Regions from separate parts of the Triticum aestivum genome. Here region 1 is linked to region 2. A link is a contact called in public Hi-C data. All regions are on one chromosome and are shown on one strand. Each heading gives the region's core, a stretch centred on a gene start, on an enhancer-like site or on the middle of the called end of the contact. The rest is flanking DNA. Distances are from core to core; before and after follow the strand shown.

What was found. Hi-C and Micro-C count contacts between places; a contact is called where the count stands out from the background.
Region 1: a contact with region 2 is called in a Hi-C map of leaf, with 10 times the contacts expected there. The contact joins the promoter of LOC123071125 here to the promoter of LOC123071122 in region 2. A contact is called at or near these places in 3 of 5 Hi-C or Micro-C datasets (all in leaf).

What each region holds. Positions count from the first base shown.
Region 1 is chr3B:591,577,195-591,582,778 of IWGSC CS RefSeq v2.1, forward strand. It overlaps LOC123071125, which reads right to left and starts at 1,476. Exons shown (of 8, transcript XM_044494616.1): 1 at 1,186-1,476; 2 at 1,018-1,109; 3 at 849-923. The coding sequence starts at 1,332. LOC123071124 (disease resistance protein RGA2) reads right to left here. Exons shown (of 2, transcript XM_044494615.1): 1 at 2,442-5,584; 2 at 1,407-1,671. The coding sequence ends at 2,445. It also overlaps a transcript of LOC123071126 not described here.
Region 2 is chr3B:591,312,684-591,317,648 of IWGSC CS RefSeq v2.1, forward strand. LOC123071122 (F-box protein At2g41170) reads right to left here and starts at 1,494. Exons shown (of 5, transcript XM_044494613.1): 1 at 203-1,494; 2 at 1-55. The coding sequence starts at 880.

The DNA.
Region 1 (5,584 bases), core at 226-2,725, 260 kb after region 2:
AATACAAAGACTCCTTTTGACATTGTTTTGGATTATGGTAATATTATCTTGTTGAGATGCTTCAAGATACTTGTGTATTTGGATAGCTGTGTACAATCAAGTTGCAAACAGATGGCTCCAAACATATGTGAGGAAAGTGAAACTGCCGGCTTACAAAATTTATCTAACTTGTATGATATAATAAATAGAGCACTATATTTTTCACAACTTTCTTTCACAGCAGCTTAATGGATAAGCGCAGTTCAGGCAGCAACCACAAACTGAGCCGAAGAATACGATGGAAGTGAACAACATATGATAGTTTCAAAATCAACTAGAAAAACTAAAGCAGAGAAACATTGGTTAGTGCCACCAGGGTGGTTGGTTAGATTTCATGTCTTTTGGCGTTCATCAAATACAACAGACCGGCGTTTTGACGCATGTTCCAGAAAAAAAAACTAGAAATGGGGACCACAAGATATTGACACCAAAGTATGTTCTAGACTTCTAGCAGCCTCTAGTTCAATTGCATCAGAACGACTATGATTAAGCTCCTATGATCTGCAGAAGTAAACTATGCTATTTCATCAAAAGCTCCTATTCATGAAGAATCTCTGGACCACATGAAAAATATGAAAAACAGCTTTAAGAACATCAAGTCACGAATACTAATTTGTTCCCCTAAACTGCTTGCACAGTCCATCTCTTTGCACAACAAGATGTGTCACGCATTTGAACCCAGCAAATAAAAGGCGTTGTTTCTCCTTTGGCACAGCGATAACACCACTGGCTCATTTCCCCCCAAGTAAATCACCAGTACTATTCAGTTTCCACACATAAGGCGAAAATAGCACCAGAAATTTCCTCACCTGATGATTGCCATACTGTACAGCAAGGCGAGCATCTCGTCTGACTCCAGCTTATCATCTGAAGCCACTCCATTCCTAGAGGAAAAATTTCTATCACATATATAACTTCGTCCCAAATCCATCCACACGCAATAGAAAAAGGTTGGAACTATGCATCCAAACAACATACCGGAAGAAGGGATCCCGCAGCCTTATCTCGAAGAGGGCCGCAGTGACCTCCACGGGGATAGGGAGGCAGCCCCTGCTCCGCCACGCCGCGATCTGCACCAACGAAACAGTCAGATTTCTCACCACTCGCCTGACAATTTTTGGGGGCCTCGAGGAAGAGGATACCTACCCTGCGAAGAGCGGCGCCAGGGTCGGGGTAGGGGGAGAAGATAGCGTCGCGGACGAAGCGCCACTCCGCCCAGCTCGACCACGGCACCAGCTTCCGGGCGGTGGAGCGGCCGCCGCCGGCGTCGCCTGCATCTTCCGCCGCCTCCATGGGAGCCGAGCTGAGCGGCGAGTCCAAACCCTACTAAAACCACCGGTGGGGTCGCGCCGTTTCGCTCGGGGGAAAAGGCGACGACTCGCTGCCTGGGTGGGCCAAGGGTGTATGTGTCGTTGCGAGTGACGAGCAGGGTGTTTTCTGCAATTTGCCACGACTGTTGTTGAGGTCTGTCCCCACCCCGCCGCCCACCGTGCGGCCGCGGCCGTGGCCAACCTCCGGTACATGGCCTCGCTGTCTGCCCCTCGTCGGAGGAGAGGCGTAAAGGCAACCGCAGCCAGGACGCCCGCGCCGTCGCTCTCTCATCCTGCCGCCGTTCACATTGTCCGCTCCAACCTGCACGACACCAACATGTGAGTACCCTAGCCTAACCCAATAACCCCCGTTGCGTGCCAACAAAAATTGCAGTTTCAATTCGTGCGCGTGCTGCCAAGTCGACATTAAGAATGCTAGATTGCACAACTGGGGAGAAATGGTCACGAAGAGGATTAAATTTAACCAAATTGTCGCTGCAATTGTGGGATAAATTCTTCTTTTTAGGGGCAACTGGGGGATAAACTCTGGCAGTGTGGTCTGGAAACCTTCTACACTGTATCGCGCATGGGTCTCACATGCAACCTCAGTTGACCCAAGCAATGATCTAATCTGATAAGCACAAGTGTGATGATTCAGCTGAGTATTCAGCATGTGTTAAATTATAATGCACATATTACAGATCTGTAAACAAGATGTCTACGACTTCATAACACTACTTCTTTTCATGGTTTGTACTTTCTAGTACACTATTACACTCATGGCCACTAATCACTTTCTAGTAGTTAATTACTATCACCAATCTGCAAAGAGATTTATCAAAAGAATTCATTCGCAGTATGTTTAGTATTTTGATGGTCTAGTTTGTTTCTTTCCTACTAGTTTGGTTAACCACCCTATGACTGTTGCGATAAATAAACTCGAACTGCTTGCTCATGGAAAAATCATCGTCACATCAGTTTAGATATTTAATCACAGTTGCAGCTTGCAACAGAAATTTAACTCTTTATTGAGACTAATTGGAGGAAAAAATATGATTGCAGTATCAATGTCATTATGAGGAAATGTGTCACCTCCTATATCTGCTCAAGCACAATAACATCCCCATCAATCTCGATGTCTCTGATGTGAGCTATCTTGACTCGGTCCTGTCCACCTTCTTGGCATCGTTGCTTAATTTTTGGGCATTGATTGATGTAAAGCTCCTTGAGCCCCCTGGGCAGACCTTCTTCTGGCAAGCTTTCAAGCTCACGACAGTTGGAGATATGTAGTGTTTCAAGTGAGGAGACTTTATGCAGACTTGGAGGCAAACACTGGAGGTCATCACAGCGTGATATGTCTAAGAACTGAAGTGTGTGAGGTAAAAGCTCCAGTGGGAAGTTACTGATGTCAGGGTAGTCAGCAATTTGGTAGTCAGAAATTTGAAAATGCTTGAGACGAGGACAGTATTGTAGGCCATTTAGAAGTACGTGTGCTAACAGAGAGCATGATGTTAGACGGATTTCTTCAACTGAAGCAGGAAGCAAGCCTCGCTCCAGGGCTGTCCAAGGTACCAGGCAAGGGCACTCGTAGATGTGCAGGAACTGAAGTGATGTAAGTGGACGGAAACACTCTTCTGGTAGCGAAACAAGCTCTTCACAGTGGGCTACTGTTAGACTCTTGAGGGCTGTCAGATTCTGTGAAAGCAAGCCTACACGCAGAGATGTTAGATTCGGGCAACCATTGATGTATAGAAATGTTAGAGAAGACGGACAAGCTTCTTTTTGAAGATCTGGAAGTGACTCAAGTCCAGCTTCATCTATCCTCAGTGTTGTAAGTGTTGGTGGAACTGGGGGTAACTTCTTCAGCTTGGGGCAATTGATGAGACCAAGTTCAGTTAATTGAGGGAACAACTGATCAGCATCATCAAAAATCCACTCTCCCAGCTTCGGCATATCTTCCAACAGAAGCTCTTCTAATGCTGGAAAACATTTTATTTGTCCAAGTCCTGTGAACTCGTGTCCAATTTGTGTCACATCAGTTGCTCCGGCTATATTGAGATTTTTGAGGAAAGGAAGTTGGCCTAATGGCGGGAGAACTGTGCATCTGCAGTTGCATATATGGGTGGTTTGCAGATTAGGAAGAAATGAAGTAGCGAGCCAGCTCGGGAACCTCGCCCCTGGAAAACCTTTAATCATCAATTCCTTGATATCGATATGTGGTTGAAGGCCTTCCAGAACTTCGTCTTGCTGATCTGAAGGAGTAAGTTTACAGTCCTCATCCCATATAAAGTGTAGAGCTCGAAGATATTCTTTGGTTTTCAACTTCGCACAAATTGCATCTTTTTCATCAGCCACATTGTTGAGGCCACGAATGGTAAGTTTTCCTTGCAGCTGATCCATGTTTCTTAACTCTGTGATGTTGTGCCCGGGGCGTTTCAAGACAACAAATTCTTCTAATTCCTGTAGGCAGATCAAATTTCCAATTCCTGGTATCCTTAACAGTAGCCTTGTGCTTCCCTCTAAGTGGCGCAGATTAGTGAGCTTAGTGATGCCATGTGGCACTTCCCTTAGTGAGCTGCAGTTGTTCAGCTTCAATATTTGCAAGTTATAGAGCTTGACAATAGATGCTGGTAATGTTTTTATTTCAGTGCTGCTGAGATCTAGGAAGCGAAGTTGTTTCAGATTCCCTATAGACTCTGGTAATTCCTTAAGACCTCTTCCATGCATATCAAGAACTCTAAGGAATTGAAGTTTTATAAAGACACCATCAGGGAACTGAGACATCTTAGAATTGTATCCATGCATGAGAATTAGTGTTCTTAACTTCCTAAACCCATACAGTGGATCAAAATGCTTGGTCCCGGCACCGGTGCATGGAAATGAAAGATGACGAGTCTTTATGGCATTGTCGTATCTTGTCCCGTCCTCAAATCGCTCACAGTGTTCCATGGAAACTGATATAGCAAGGTCATGCATTGCATCATGCATCACATAGTTCTCCTTGTAGGGCTGGAAAAAAGACCTGCTTACCAGCTCATTAAAATATGCATAACCAGAATCCTCAAGTATCTTCTTTCTAGATTGCCTGATGAAACCAAGTGCTAGCCAAATCTTAACCAACTTCTCTTTACTGAATACATAATCTTTTGGATACACGGAACAGAATGCAAAGCACTGTTTGAGATGTGGTGGCAAATGGTTGTAGCTTAGCCGCAGAGCTGGCAATATGTTATTTTTGTCTGCTGGTAGCTCCCATATATCACTTCTTAGTATCCCCTTCCACTCCTCTTCATCTGCTTTGCAGAAGAGAAGGCTCCCTAATGCTTTTGATGCGAGAGGCAATCCCTTCAGCTTCTTCACAATTTGCCTTCCTATCACCTCCAGCTGTGGGTGTGTGCTGCAATCACCATCCCTGAATGCATGGCTCTTGAATACGGACCAGGTGTCATCGTCCGATAGCTGCTGTAACTTGTAGGGCTCTACCCCTCCCATGATTCTGCCGACATTCTCATTGCGGGATGTTACCACTATCTTGCTTCCAAGCCCTCCTGAAATTAAGGCTGCTCTGTAGCTGAGCCATTTATCATAGTCTTCATTCCAGACATCGTCCAAGACAAGCAAGTACCTCTTGCCCCGCAATACTCTGGAGAGTGTTTCCTGCATCATATTCATGTTGGTGCTAGGAAAGGATTGGTCATAGGCAGCAGCCTCAAGAGTTTCTTGTGTTAGCTTTCTCCCATCAAAACATTCAGACACATAGATCCAGATCCTCAACTCAAAGTGTTCTTTCACTCTGTCATCATTGTACACCATCTGCATAAGAGTGGTCTTACCAAGTCCCCCCATACCAACAACTGGAACTACACAAAGACTGCTCAAACTGTGTCCATCATCAGATAGCATGAGCCTCACCATTTCCTCTCTGTCTCCCTCCCTGCCAAACAGAGCTGAACTATCCACAAGAGAACTAGACTGTGGTCTCTCTGACGTCTCACGCCTGCTCATTTCACCCAACATCTGGAGGCCAATCGTGTCACGTTCTCTTGCGATTTTATCCAACCTCTCCAATATCCCGCTAATCTTACGCTTTATCCTGTACTGGTACAGATTCCTACGCAAGAAGGAAGAAGGGGAACCGACACTTGCCTTGGTGGAGAGTTTCACCTTCCTCTTCTTCAGATACATAATCTTGGCTGTATACCTGTCGAGAAGATCATCTAGGTCGTATGCGACGT
Region 2 (4,965 bases), core at 244-2,743:
CGTAGCGGAGGTGAGCGTCGTAGCACGAGAGCAAGAACCCGACATGCCCGTCCTGCTAAACACAACAGATTCTCCCGCCATTAAACAATGACAAGCTTTTTGCAGGAAAGAAACAACAGCAAAGCGAGCTGTGCTTAATCTACCTAATCTAATGGCGGATCAAACATTAATTTACAACTGAATAGTAACTGTTGTTAACTACCTCGCGGTTGTACACCTGGGCGGGGAACCAGAAGTCGCCACACTCGAGCGCGCGGTACCACGCGGCCACCGTGTCCGCCGGAGGCGCGGGTGCAGAACGGGCGGCGGCGGCGTCTTCCTTGAGCCAACGGCGGCCGATCCAGGAGAAGGGCCACGCGCACGCCAGCGAGTCCGCCCAGCCCCGCCGCCTGGCCGGGCGCGGGAGGGTGGCGGCGGCCGCTCTGGCGGCCAGCTCCGCCTCCCACTCACTGCGCGCGGCGGCGCCGAGCACGCGGCCCCACTTGCGCCGGACGTGGCGCGCCCACAGGCTGTCCATGGAGCAGCGGTCCCTGAGCCCCGCGCAGACGCACGCCATCGCGGCGAGCGACGCCGGGGACAGCTCCTCCAGCACGCGCTCCAGCGCCAGCTCCGGCAGGTCGAGCACCGGGAGCGCGTCCGCGTCGTCCTCCGCCAATGCGGGCGACGGCGTCTTGGCCCTGGACGGCGGCGGCGGCATTCTGGCGCCCTGCTGCTCCTTCCTGCCCGCCGCGGCGGACGCGGAGTGCCGGAGCAGCTCCCGCGCCAGCAGCAGCGCGACGAGGCCGAGCTCCCGCACCAGCTTCCAGGGCTTGTAGGAGGCGGGCGCGACGAGGAGCAGCGTGAAGGCCGGGAGCGTGGATATAAGGAGGAGCGGAAGCATCTCTCTCTCTCTGTCCCTCAAGAAGAAAAGATGGGAGCAGCCGCAGCTGGTGCTGGTGCCGATGCGGTGGTGGTGGTGGTGGCGCAGCGACAGCGGCAGCACACCCAGACCCAACCAGAGGCGAGGAGGACCAGCGGGGACGGAGGCGCGGCCCCCACGCGGCCCAGGAAAGCGGGGACAGTGCCGACGAGGTGGCGCCGGCAACTTTGCAGCCGAATGATTCCTGCCTCCTTGCCCTCTAACTCGATGTATTGGCTTCTTGCCCCACCGGAAAGCTGTCCACAGTGGCGGCACTGCACGCTCGCCCTCGCTGTCGCTGCTAGTTGTAGTACACTACTACGACGACGAGGACGACGAGCATGGTGCCATGGTGGTGATCACCGTCAGCTCGGCTGTGCCGCCCACGCTCACACGAGCTGTTGCTGCTGCGTGTTTCTTGTGCGTGCTTTCGTAAATTTACTTTGCAGAGGAGGATTTGGTTGGTGGGGCGTAGATTCGCCGGAGGTAAAATGGGTTGGGTCAAGGTGGCCACAATGGTGGCGATCTTCTCCTTTTGTAGGGCACGTTCGTCGCCGCCGGAAGAAGGGAGGTCGATAGTGGTTGGTAAACGGTGAGTGAAGACAACTACTTATTGCTAACTCCCAACACCACCCCGCCAAACTTTATCGTAGCATTTCCGTGGCAAGCAACCAAACACTCGTGCTCCTGGAATACTTTCTGTTTTTTCTTGCACATTATACTTAGAAAACAACCGTGCGTTGTTCGTCCCGGCAAGGCAGGGAGGTCGATTAGTGGTTGCTAGTGGTTAAGCCGAGCAACCAAACAAGAGATTTGGATCGAGCCGTGCCTTGCGTCCAACGGAGGGCGTGGAGAAAACAAGGCGAGGCCACATCACGATTGCCCCAAAATTCTCCTCGGTTGCTCAGACCTCGAGGGCGAGCGCAACCACACTCGGGCCACAGCAGCAGCAACAACAAAATGGCTGCTGCACGCTTCCGCCGCGGTCAAAAGATTTCGGCTTTGATTTAGCCACTTGTTTGGTGCGTGCTGTGCGTGCTAAAAAGGATTAGGACACGCAAGCAGCGATGTTGGAGTATTTTACTATTATTTCCCATTCGGGCGCCATGGGCAGCGAGATTTGGTGTCGGATCGTGGTTTGCTGATCGGGATGGCCTTTTGTGGAAAGGATAAAGGAGGATAACCTTGTTAATCATGCATTAGGGCATGTACAATGATTCTATCTTAGCAATGCCACGTAGGATAAATGATGATGTGGAGGAGAGAGAATTCATAAGAAAAAGCTTGTCTTTTCTTATTTAAGAGAAGACAAGAGATGATCTCTTAGCACAATATGTCTCACCACGTTTTTAGGAATAGCTAGTTATGAAAGATAAGACTAAGAGATGACCCATTATAGACATGTTTTTTTGTCATTTCTTAATTACATGCAAGACTTAAGATAAGGCTATCTTATCAACCATTGTACATGCCCTTAGCTCAACGTAGGTAATTGGCCAATGTACTCTGCAGATTCTGCCGTTGCTTTGATGGATCCCAATTTTGTTACCTTCATTCTTTCTTGCAAAAGCTATTTTCATCTATGCAACGCGGCATGTTGGCATCTTTTAAGTTGCATTTCATTTCATTGTTCCTCTGAATATCTTGTGGCCATGCGCGGCTGATTAATAATTACATGAAGGCATGTCCAGCGCTATACCCTAAACAGACGTCCCTATTTGTCCGCAGACACGTCCTCAATGCTATTCCCAAATGGACGTCTGCATTTGTTCACATACATGTGACGTTAAAAGATTTCACACATGAAATTTAAACACACCTATATGAAATTGAAAAGTGTTTGATATATAATAAGAATAATAGATGAAATTTATTTAAACGCGGGCAACATCCTTGGCCGCCATGGCAGCAAAGCGACAGGGATGTCGCCCGCAGTGGACCCATCGAGCATGGAGTTGCGGAGCGCCACCTAGACCTGCTGCTCATACTCCGACTCCGCCGCAGGTGGACCGAGCAACAGGATTCAGGCTCCCACTTAAGCTCGCCCAGTTGACGTTGGATTCATCATTGTCATCGTCAGGCTCCTCCTTGATTTAGGATGACGCGATGAGAACGAGAGCCTCGGTGGCGTGCGGAGGCGAGGCCAGCACAAGACGACTTGGATTGGAGCCTCAGCCCCCCCCCCCCCCCCGCCCCGCCCAAATTTGTCATCGCGACGTGCAACGAAATATCGGAATGGTAGCCCCCGAGCAACCACATCGCCTAGCTACGATCACATTCCTTCTCACTCATTTGCTTGCCCATAGCAATTGGGTGGCGGGTGTCGTTGTGTGTGGTGGGTGACGGCTAGGGTTTTGTGAGGGGAATAAAGTGAGTGAGAGTGAGGAACGACTGTTTAAAAAGAAGGGTGGGTCGGGTCGTCGATCTGACGTGGCAGACGTCTGGACTCTCATACTTCATCCTCGATTTGGTAGCGGCCTAAGGGATTCCGGACATTCACACTTGTCCGACCAAATACAAGGATACAAGGGGGAAATGTGTCTGAACATTGGAATCTGAATGAAGGTCCACGTTGGTGATGCCCTAAGTGGTACATATCACTACCATGTTACTAGCATGTTAGCACTGCAGGGTGTGGTGGCAGTTTTTAGTTCATAGAATCTCCTACCATCGAAGGTGAATGTTGACGTTTCTGGATATTTGGCCCATTACACATCAAATTCCTGAAGAAATCTGGGTCATACTAACTATTAGTAGGTTCATGACATGGCGGGAGTTTACCTACAAGTGGAGTCAGGTTTGGAATGGGCCGGTTCGCTCTGGCCCGGACTTGGTCCTCGTCGCCCCCTCTGTTCTATTCAGTGACATGGAGCCAACCGAATGGCCTCATGTCTTATAGGACAACATTGTCCAGCCCATTTTAATACTTGATTGCACAAGAACAAAAAGTATTTACACAACAATAATATTTCAATTAGCATCATTTAGCTGTAGAGATTTTTAGTAAGTTAGGATATTTACATTCTATTTGTCCAAATAAAAAAGGAACATATGCATTTTTTTTCTATTTCTAACACGAACCGTTTGCATCATAAGGTAGCAAATTTATAACTTTGAAACAAAAGCAGTATTTGGTCAGTGGTTTGGAAATTTCATATAAGCAGTAGGGTAATAAGCTTGCAAAGTCATGTGCATGGTAATGCCAGACTATAACGTTGGGCAATTAAATTTGGATCGACCTGTTAGTGTCGGTGGGCTCATGTGACCGACTCCCTGAGACATTTTTCTTATGAATTCGGCCCAAAAAAAGCAACCGGCCTTCAAATTATGGGCTAGACGTCCCAATGGATAACGTCGGCCCATACCCATCGTGAACTTGGTGAGTAAAGGAGTGTCGAGACCACCATGAGGGACTCCCCTCCCACCGCTCTTGTGAGCTTGGGAAGATGAGTTATACGCATCTACTCCTCCACCCATGTGTGTCGTATTTCACGAATGAGCCAAGTACAAACCCATGCCAAGTGTTACACGTCAATAGTTGTCATTATGTTTTCGTGTGGATGTTGGGTTGCTACCCATGTCATTGTTACATGTCGGCAACAGTCGTTTTGATTTTGTTCAGATGGTGGGCTATTACTGACTCAGACAAGGGTTTACCCCCACGTAGCACACCCGACTGACTCTATGATGAGGAGTTTGACAAATTAAACTAGCAGTAATTGAATATATCACATATTTCTTCTATCTCCTCTCTGATATCCCACTACCAACATTCTTTTCAATGTGCTGCTCTTGACCTACCCATCCCAACAACCATGTGTACAAGTGTACTCGTTTCTGTTTTGTTTTTGTTCAGGTGGGGGGTTATTACGCATGCCAATTGTTATGCGTTAATATCAATCGGTCTGATTTGTTTGAATAGTGTGTTGTTACTGACTCAGACATAAATCTATTCATGCTTCTCCCACCCGATCGACTATGCAGTGAGGAGTTTGACAACCCTAGCCATCACCAACAAACATCACATTTGCCTTCGCCTCCTCGTGCATACCCCATCGTTCCTTTTC